Regions from separate parts of the Zea mays genome. Here region 1 is linked to region 2. A link is a contact called in public Hi-C data. All regions are on one chromosome and are shown on one strand. The core of a region is the stretch at or near the end of the contact, and the rest is flanking DNA. Distances in the headings are between cores, read along the strand shown.

Region 1 (5,487 bases), core at 679-3,178, 610 kb before region 2:
CGTATGAGCTTGCATCTTTCCACAAGGCCAGCACTCTGGAAAACTTCAATCAAAAGGCTCTCCGTGACATTAGGGTTCACGTTTCCAACATACCTATTCAGCATATCATCATGACTTAAAATCATACTTTGGGAAAAGAAGATAACTACATAAAACTTCAAGATAGATACCATAAGACTATCTTTAGACTATGCAACTACAATTAGCTACAGATTTTAGCACCAGCATAAATGTGAAACTATGCATTACCTAAATTTGATTTCCGTTACCTTCTAAACCTCCAGGTTTTTATTTTTTAAAAAAAACAACATAGTTGCACAGATAAAAAGGGAAAAAGGCAAAGTAAGCTATCAATCACATATGAAAGTGAAAACAGAGAAGAACACCGAAAGCACTCACACACTGCGACAAGTGGAAGGATCAAAGCCAGGTGGAAGATTGCCATTGGAAATAGGTTCCATCTGCAAAATATAAAATATAGAAGAAAATAAAAAACAATTTACTTACTGCAAAACAAGCTAATGACAAGCAAATCAAAATAAAGTATAATTTGTGTAAAGGGAGTATAAACCCAGTTCCTCTAGCCATATTGTATCCCATTCGACATAGAATCTGTGATTGCATACAATTACTACCAAACATCTCTCCCCACTGGCACAATGTGATTTGCATAAGCAGCAATGCCATTTGTTTTCGTTCCTTAGCTTAAGGAACAAAGGTCAGTGTACAACTAACTATCAAAAATAATATAATCCAATTAACACACTTCATAAAGCTGGAGTTATAAATAGTACAGGCTATATAGAGACTAAAAAGCAGCAACTCATTATTCCTGTAAAATAAAAATACCAATAAATGCACTAAAACCACACCCCAAACAATGGTTTGCGGGGCAACCTAAGCAGAATGCTCGAACTCAATGCACACAACATTCTAGATACGACCAGATCAGATCATCAGTGTGTGTTACCACCCAATCCACAGCCGATACAAATGACATATGGGGAACAGGATGTAGACCATGGTGGTACGGTGCAAGCAAAGACAAGAAAGGGAGAACAAAAGAAAAAATATTTTATCTTTAGCTAAAAGCATGAAGGGAGTGAGAACCTAATCCTTTCTATCCATTTTGGCTCATTAGTAGTAACTGTCCTCCGAGCAATCACATCCAAACGTCTTCCTTTATTAACAAACTTTGTTCCAAGTCGCAACAACGATAGAGCCACTAGCACAAGCATCTTGTACGCGACCAGAAACGTAACACAAACAATAGAGCAGACAAACTTGTGCAGCAACAGCGCTTTCTCCAATTCCACCAAAAAGAATGAGCTAGAAGAAATCCAATCTATCAAGCTGCAACTTGTGCTGCTGCTAGCCCGCCACCAAAAAAAAATGTACAGTGAACCAGCGAGGCAGCCTAGGAAAAATGCTCAAAGCAAAGAAAACAATCTCCCACGCTCACAAGCAGATCGGCGCGCATTACTGCAGCCCAGTGCGCTCGCAGACCAGCAGATCGAGAGGCGAGGATCCGGGGGGACGACCTGGGTCATGGCCGCGGCTGCCGCGGCGGCGAGGACGCCGGACTGGTACTGATGTTGCTGCTGCTGCTGCTGCAGCGCCTGCTGCATCAGGAGCGCCTGCTGCTGCTGCTGCTGCCGGAGCCTGTGCTGCTGCTGGTGGTGGCTGCCCCCGGTGCCGTTCATCTCCTCCAGCTCCTCCTCCGGCGAGGCGAGGACCAGATCGGAACCCCGGGGAGGACAGAGCCCACGCACGAATCGATCCACGGATCGGCGGACTGGACTGAGCAAATCGATGGATTCGGGGGCGAATTCCTCGCCGGGGATCGAGCAGGGGAATGCAGGAAGAGAAGGTGATATTTTTTCCTCCTCTGTTTTTTCTCCTCGTCCTCGCGCACCCCTATCGAGATTAGGAAGGGGAGGGGTAGGAAGGGGATTTTTCAACCCGTGACTAGGTGACGTGGAGCTTTCCGTGTGGCTGCTGTGGGTCACTGGCAAGTGGGACCGGGGCTATTGCTGCCTGCAAACTGCTCGCTCAGGCTCGGGGCCGCCGCTACGAATTTGGATAAGGATTTTGCTAACCGTGTGCCTTTTTTGCCCAAATGTCATTCCTGTTTTGACAGCTAGTCCCTATTTTTCTAAGTTATTTCTATTTTTTAGAAAAAAATAACTAATTTCTCATGAAAAGTAGAAATTTTTAGGAAAATAAGGTTCTCAAACTACCCTAAATCAAGGACTTCAATGAATGAACTTTAAAGGATTAAAATCCTATAGAAAATTTTCCTATGTGGCTCTTTGAAATAAATAATTGGCTTCCTACAAATTCTATACAATTCCTATGAAATGGAAATTTTCGAGGTCTAATCTCTTGGAAATTTTCCTATGAAATTACAAATGTAGGGCTCCTTTGGAATTTAGGAATTGGAAAATACAGGAATAGGAAAATGTAGAAAGAATGTAGGAGTGCATGTGTAAAATAGAGGATTGTAAAATGTTGTAATTATAAGTGGTGAGTTGTTTGGTTGGGCAGAGGATTGGAAAAAGAGCTATTGTTGGATGTTTATTTTCCTGCGTTTTGCATAGGAAATAGATGACAAATGATTTTTTTCCCTCCAAATTCCTAAGGCTCAATACTACAATCTAAGAACATCTCCAAGAGCTCTACAGAAAATGGCTCCTGAAAATTAAATTTAAGGGATATCTAAAAATTAGTGGGGTAGATTTTAATCATTTCTCAAACAGATCCCTTAAGGGCTTGTTCGGTTCTACCCCAATCCATATGGATTGAGGGGGATCGAGAGGGTTTCAATCCCTAATAAGTCAAAATCTCTTTCAATCCGTATCAATCCCCTCCAATCCATATGGATTGAAAATAAACGAACAAACCCTAAAGCGACGGATTGTTTATGGGGAGCTCAAAAAATCCCTCATTTGTAACTATAGATGAGAGAGTTTTAAGGGCTATAAAAAGTTGGGAGCACTTTAGGGGAATTGTTGGAGACACGTTTTTGTGTGTTTTTTTAAAAAACTTGATTTAGGAGAGACTTAGCTCTTGGAGATGCTCTAAGGGGTCTTTTGGATTACAGGAATATAAAAGTATAGAAATAGGAAAATATAGGAATTGGATACAGCAGCGGTTGCAAAACTTAGGATTCAAAAATATAGGAATTTTGTATAGAAAGTTGTTTGAATGAGTCATAGGAAAAATACAGGAATCTAAGAATAGAATATATCTTTTATTAATTAAACTGCTACTCTTTTTTCTGCATTATGCGTTCACATGCATCATGAGAAAGAATTCCTTGTACTTCGTGCACAGGAAATTTATAGAGAGGTTTCCGTAGATGTTAAAATTCCCATGGAATTGTACACATATATGTAGGGGTGTAAACGGATATCCAAACTGTTAGAACAAATTTAATATTTTAAAATAAATATGTATGAAATTTTATGCTAATCTCTTCTTATGTTATGAAGCACATTATTGTAAATAAGAATAAAATTTTGTATAAATTATTTCATACATTATTTACTCCATACAACAAAAAAGGTAAAAAAATATCAGTATCCATATTCGATTTGTATCCGAAATTTATATTTATTATTTGAGAAGATATATGATAGATTTTAGGTTTACCTTTCATGAATCTTTACAAGCTCAATACTAAAAACAAGAATATAAATTTGCATAGCAGATTCTATATTCTATTAATTCACAATCAAAGAAAAAAGACCAAAAAACTGATATCTGAATAAGTATCCGTTTACACCCCTACATATATGGAGAGATTCCTATGAACATGAAATGCATAATTCCTATGAACCAAATGCAAGGATAGAAAATTTTTTCATACGAGGGCTTGTTCGATTAGTTCTCAATCCATATGTGTTGACGCCTTTTCAGAGCGCCAAACACTCAACAAGAACCGTGGCGGTGCTCTCTGGTCAGGCGCGGACGGTCCGCGGCCTGGGGCCGGACAGTCCGCGACCTGGCGCAGGGGCTAGGTTTCTCTGCCTGACGGCCGGACGGTCCGCGCCTTGGGGGCCGGACGGTCCGCGCGTACGCAGAGGCGGCAGAAGTCGTCGGCGGCGGCCTGGATCTCGCTCCCGGGAGGGACCCTGTCGGGGAGGAGAGATCCTAGGTGATGTCTAGGCTCGGCAGGCCGACCTAGACTCTTCTAATCGGTGTAGAGTCGAAGAGAAGCGAGAATTTGGAGATCGAGAGGCTAAACCTAAACTAGACTAGAACTACTCCTAGGATAAAATGCGAAATAGAAGTGTTGTTAATTCGATTGATGATGATTAATCGGCTGTAATCCTCTGCTTTTATAGAGGAGGGGGGCTGGACCCGTTACCAACAAAACTCGGAGCAAATCCCGCGATTTTCGCTAACAAACACAGCGAAAAACTCGGAACCCTAATCTTTTTTGTTCTGCGCGTGCGCGGACCGTCCGGCCCACAGACGCGGACCGTCCGGACCGCGGACCGTCCGGCCTCAAGGCCGGACTGTCCGCACCTCAATTTGGTGCCCATTATATGCCCCCTGCCTTTTGGTGGAGCTGAGCAAACCAAAAGCAAATAACTCGATGTGATTACATCGGTTCTCTTAGGCATCTTGCCACATACTAGGATGGTACTGCTTAAGGAAACGCTCATTCAAGGCTTTGGGTAAATCTTTGCCTTGTAATGTTTGCAATAAATAGGCGTTACCAGACATTACCTGTTTTACTCTATATGGACCCTCCCAGCTTGGCGACCATTTCCCAAACTTTCGGTCTTTACTCCTTAGAGGCAGGATGGTCTTCCACACCAGGTCCCTTACTTGAAATGACTTTGCTTTGACCTTCTTGTTGTAGGCCCTGGCTACTTTGATCTTGTCCTTTTCTATTGCTCCCAAAGCTATCACCCTCTTGTCGGTCACCTCATCAATATTATCCATCATTGAATTATAATAATCCATGACGGTTAGATCATTTTGTCTGGCGAACCTGACAGCATTCAAGCTTATTTCCACAGGCAACACTGCTTCCTGCCCATATACAAGCTCAAAAGGAGACACTTTAGTAGCACTATGTTTAGATATTCTGTGAGCCCATAAAGCTTCGGACAAAATCTTATGCCAATACTTAGGATTATCAGATATCTTCTTTTTTATCAAGTTAATCAATGTCCTATTACTAGACTCGGCCTGTCCATTGGCCTGAGCATAATATGAAGATGAATTAAGCAACTTAATTCTATATAATTCAGCAAATTCACGTACCTCCTTTGACATAAAAAGAAGTCTCTTGATCTGTAGTCAAGGTCTGGGGAATGCCGAATCTATGAATAATATGCTCAGTTATGAACTCAATTACCTCCTTGTGTGTCATGTTCTTCAGAGCGACGGCTTCAGTCCATTTGGTGAAATAGTCAGTGGCAACTAACACGAACCGATGCCCCTTTGATGATGAAGGATGAATTTCTCCAA
Region 2 (5,247 bases), core at 2,227-4,726:
AAGTTCAGCCAGGAAAGGCAAGATGGATGTTCTTGACAAACCACATAACAAATTGATGTTCTTGACCATTATCCGCAGTGATTAAGGAAGGCAAGACTCCATTGCCAACTCCAAGGCCCCGACTCAACTAAGTTCTCAAGGGGAAGAAACTTGTAACGGCGACTACTGACACAGATGTACCCCACATTCAGACTGAACCTTGACGACGACGCTGGACCTTCTTGACCCTCATTACTGTTCTAGGACTCACTGTAACAGTAAGGACATAATTTATTAAGCTATGTCAAGCAAACATGAGGGCAAGGAAATGATTAAAAATAGTAGTGATATATTAATAAGGCATGCAACTTAATGTTCTAAATAAAGGTGTAGAAAATGTTGAGGACCATAGTGAAGGTTCTGAAACAAAGACCTGATTGTCCTGATCTTCCGCTGATTCATTTGCATTGTTCGTCTGTGATGGCTTTTCTGCTCCACATTGGGGACGATTGCATTTCGTTCGGAAAGGATAGTTTATGTTATTGCACTGCTCACACTTCCAACTGCCCTCTGGTGTCTTTGGTTCTATCAAAATAAGATTGGGGTGTAAATTTGAATAGAATTGATGGAACAATAAATTATTCTACCATTAGATAAACTAGCCCATAAGTTATGTGCGAAAAATCAGAAGAAAACAAACTAATTCCTTCAAAGAAATGTCTAGTGATAACAAAGGTTACAAAAAATTACTAATTTGAAGGCATTTTTTACACACACAAAAAAAAAGATCTGGTGAGGAAGAAACACTAAGCATTTATCATGTGGAAACTTACTTGACCCTCTTAAACCATCAGGCTTAGATCCCTGCACAAAGAATTGATGAACAAGCAATCAGCAAGTAAAGTGAATTAGTTGATGAACAAGCGATCTCTATAAACTGCATATAGAAATTCAAGCATTAGAAACAAAGATCCAGGTTTTATATGGAAGAGAAGTATTTTTAGACAAAATATATCCAAAACTTGTTTGCTTTTTTTGTTCACAAAATTATTCTGGTTTAGCTTGATAATACAACAGAGGGAGAAAGTTGTATTAATTTTTTTTCTAGAGTAACAAAACCTAGAAAAAATAGTAAATCCCAGGACAAAGGAGAGGTGATCAACAAGTATCAGATCCTGATGTCCAGTAAATGAAAAGGCATACAAGTGGCGATGGGCTATGGCAGGACAAACTAGAGGATATTTCTAGATGTGCATAAGCATGGTTTTGCCAAACAGTTTACAACAGTAGTATACAATAAAACCATGTACACTACAAGCACACGGGTAATCTTGTGGCAGCAAAGTCAACTTCAAGCACAATTGTGAAGTCATAATACTACAGTTCAACAAAAGTAAAGAAACATTGATCATAGTTTAAATACATGAAAGTAATACCAGATCACTTACAATAGCAGATAAGGAAGAAGTCTCTAACCTGGTTTTCAGGTCTAGGTGTGTTGCACTTTCTCATATTACAGACTGTGCGGAAGCCAAAGTTGATGTTGTGGCAATTTGGACACTCCCAATCATTATCACGGCCAGCTCCTGCATCAGAAGTTCAGAGGGATAGGCAAAGAATTCATCACGTGCCAACCACATTAATATAAATAAGTCAAAATACAAATTCAATAAGATATACCTGCAGACTTCTTCTGAGAATCTTCATCAGAATATGAGCCAGCTCTCGTGCCCTTTCAAGTTCAAGAATATAAATTTAAGGAATCATAACAGTTATTCCCATGTAGACACAATCACAGAAATCATATAATACAAACAAAAAATGAATTAAAAGTAGCAGAAACAAACATGTTGAAAGTTCTTCATGTAAGGATAAACAGTAGTTAAATTAGCGTGAGGTAATAGGTATACAGAAGAAAATTCACAAGAGCACATACCATTGGACCAGAACCAGCAGGTATTAGCCCATACCTGTCCATGGGCATTCCATACATTCCACCTGTTTATTGGATAATAAGCAAGATAAATCTTGTGAACAAACATGTGGGAAACATAGGACTGAAAAAGATGTATCAAGTGTCATAGCCTCAACCAAATGAAGTGGCTTAGAAAACATGTGGCAGAACACAATGGTACTGCAAAGGGTATTATCTATTGCCAGCATTTGTGGAAATGAAGATCAAGTGAAAATAAATTGCATTGTTCATATTATGTAAAACTAATAGTTTAACACACTATGATTTGCATAAAAGTCGTTACCGAAAGCACCGGATTTGCCTATTTAATTTGATAGCTATATTAATTAATGCAAGGGCAATATAAAAATAGGGCATGCCTCCCATAGCCAGAAGCCCAGTTACCTACCTGCTCCCATCATAGATCCACCAGAGTATGCGGTTGGCCCAGCCATTTGCATTGGCCCGTAGGGGCTCCCCATTGATATGCGGCCACCATATCCATATGGATACGCAGAACCCCCAGGGAACTGTGTGATACCATAGCGCGTCATTGCAGGCCCGTTAAACATTGAAGAGCCATATGGGGGAGCACCACCACCAAGGTACATCGACGGTGGCGTCCCTGGGCTCATGTAACCTCCTGATGTGGGATAGCGAGGCGGGGTCTGCATGGCCTTCTGAACAGAAAGCAATAGCAGCACCAGGTAAATGCAAACGGGCAAGCAACAAGCAGAAGTAACCACAGGTACACTATGCGCAAAGCAGCAAGCCAACAATCTGCAGTAAAGCGAGGTGAAACCATCATGTACCGTGTGATCTGCTGGCCTGGACTGGTTGCAGTTGCGCATGTTGCAAGTGGTGCGAAAGGCGAAGTTAACGTTCTTGCAGCTGGGGCAAACCCAGTCGTCCTCACGCCGGCTGCCTGAGAAGGAGGTTTATTGTCCCACGCCGAGGGGAATTCACTCAGATGCAACTTATAGATAGATACGGAGAGTGAGATAACGAGGCGGCGGAGCAAGAGCAACCTACCGTCGGTGCGCGCGCGCTTCCCGGCGGACTGGCTGCGGCTGTCGACCTGTGAACCCACATACTAATTCGTGAGACCACGCCGGATAGGCGGGATCCAGAGGGGGGTCGACGAACACAGAGTGGGGAGCTCAAATAACAAAGCTAACAAGCTTCCAGCGCGACTGATGGGCGACTACACTGACTCGAACCCTAATCGACCGGCGGAACCGAGGAGGTGAGGGCGGTACCTGAGAAGACATAGCTGGCGATGAACCGGTGGCGGCGGCGGCGGGCGAACGGCGCGGCGAGAAGCACGTGCTCCTTGGAACGGGAGGGACAAGCGCAGACGAAGCCGCGGTGACGGGCGGCGGGCGGGGAGGAGAGGAAATTCGGCGAAGCGGGCGGAGGACAGGGAATTCGGCGAAGCGGGCGGAGGACAGGGAATTCGGCGAAGCGGTAGCTAGGGTTTTGCAATTGCAGTCGTGAATTCGGCTTCGAACTCAGGTGCACATCAGATTAGGGGTCCGGCTTCGAACTCAGGTGCACATCAGATTAGGGGTCCCTTTGGCAGGGTTCTGGTTTCTTCAAAAACGGCTTGGGCTCTGACTCACGAGCTGAAACCACTTATTTAGATGAGCCAAAGCTATTCTAAAAAAATCATTTGGCAAAACGGCTTATAGGTTGTTTTTCAGAAAGACCCTTGTACAGTTTATCTCTCCTGTACGTGGCTAGGGATTAAGGGCAAGACCAAAAAAATAATTTGGACTGGTGGAAGGGCTATTGTGCAAAAATGACGTAAGCTGAAGCCGGGTGAGCCACTTTTTTGGCTCATACCCTCTAGTTCATTTTAGAAAAGCACTTCACTGGTGAAGCCATTTGAAAAAGAGATGATTGACACAACTTTTGCATGAGCCAGAGCCGAAGCTGAAAAATAAGCCCTACCAAAGAGCTCTAGGTTTTGCCAGCGCCGTCCGCGTCGGCCGATGTACCTGACTGTGACGGGGTGGGGACACGAGACGGTAACTCGCACAACACAGCGGGCCCATATGGGCCCATATGACTACACGAGAGCTTCATAGAGCGGGGCTAGATATCAGTGAAACTATATTTATTTTTATATTTTTATTCAGAATTGAATTATAGCTTCCGATACGAATTTAAATACGGATGTTTTCGATACAAATACAAATAATCATGTGTCGAATACGAAATTAATCAGACACAAATAGCGTTTGTAATAATTTTTTATCGGATATCATGTAAGACATCATTCCACACATATTACCGTTATTGTAATGATTTAGTCACTTCTAAAATCTAAATATTTTTAAGGATTATACGTGGATATATGGTGTGTCTCTGTAAATTTTTATTAATTTCAGAGGTTGTGTATTATTAATTTATTTATGCAAAAAATCACCAAAATACAATTAAATTCATAAAATATTCTAGTGTTGATTAAAAATTGCAAATAAGTTATCAAGACTAATAAACATTTCTTTAAGAACATAGCCTTAAGTCTCCACATGAAAATGATAAAGTGAAGTATTTATAATATTAAAACTTGATACTTAGAGAGATTCACGTGTAACTCATGCAATAAGTGGAAGTAAAATAGAATAAACGTTGACATCTTGTAAATTTTATGGTCCAACCATTTTTAGGATTATATGTGGACATATCTCTATAAAATTTCATGAATTTCTGAGGCTATTTATATATTATTAATTTTTCTGTTGAAACAAAAAACAATTAAATTCATAAAATATTCTAGCATCGATCAAAAATGCAAAAAAAAATTATCAAGACTAATAAACATTCTATAATAATATACCTTAAATCCCCACATCAAAATGATAAAGTGAAACATTGATTATTTTGAAACTTGGATACTTAAACCGATTTCACGTGTAACTCACGCAACAAATGGAAGCGAAATAGAAAAATGATGGCGTATTATGGATTTTATGGTCCAAATATTTTGAGAAAATATATATATATATATACATGGACATATGTTACACCTCCATAACATTTCATGATTTTTAGGCTATTTGTGTATTATTATTATTTTTCTTCAAACAATCATCAAAACTACACACAATTATTCAAAAAAGATATCCGGATATCCAAAATCCTACGGATATCAGGCATCCCATATCTGTATCTAATATCTGAACTACACTGTCCGGATCTGTCGAAGGGGGAATCTTTCGGCCGGGTGGCGGAATGCACCCACCCTTGTCCTAAGATGAGGAGAGTGCATAGAGTTTTGCGTGAGCGAATGGATGAACACAAGAACA

Evidence for each region. A called contact is a pair of places that touch in the nucleus more often than the background predicts.
Region 1: a contact with region 2 is called in a Hi-C map of ear, with 2.1 times the contacts expected there. The contact joins the promoter of LOC100282356 here to the promoter of LOC100280526 in region 2. A contact is called at or near these places in 2 of 25 Hi-C or Micro-C datasets (ear and tassel).

The regions. Positions count from the first base shown.
Region 1 is chr4:43,701,406-43,706,892 of Zm-B73-REFERENCE-NAM-5.0, reverse strand. LOC100282356 reads right to left here and starts at 1,928. Exons shown (of 12, transcript NM_001155268.2): 1 at 1,542-1,928; 2 at 400-461; 3 at 1-93. The coding sequence starts at 1,703.
Region 2 is chr4:43,095,231-43,100,477 of Zm-B73-REFERENCE-NAM-5.0, reverse strand. LOC100280526 reads right to left here and starts at 3,476. Exons shown (of 10, transcript NM_001153444.1): 1 at 3,193-3,476; 2 at 2,966-3,011; 3 at 2,746-2,858; 4 at 2,343-2,610; 5 at 1,916-1,977; 6 at 1,660-1,711; 7 at 1,456-1,565; 8 at 813-843; 9 at 413-564; 10 at 1-249. The coding sequence starts at 3,204. The coding sequence ends at 247.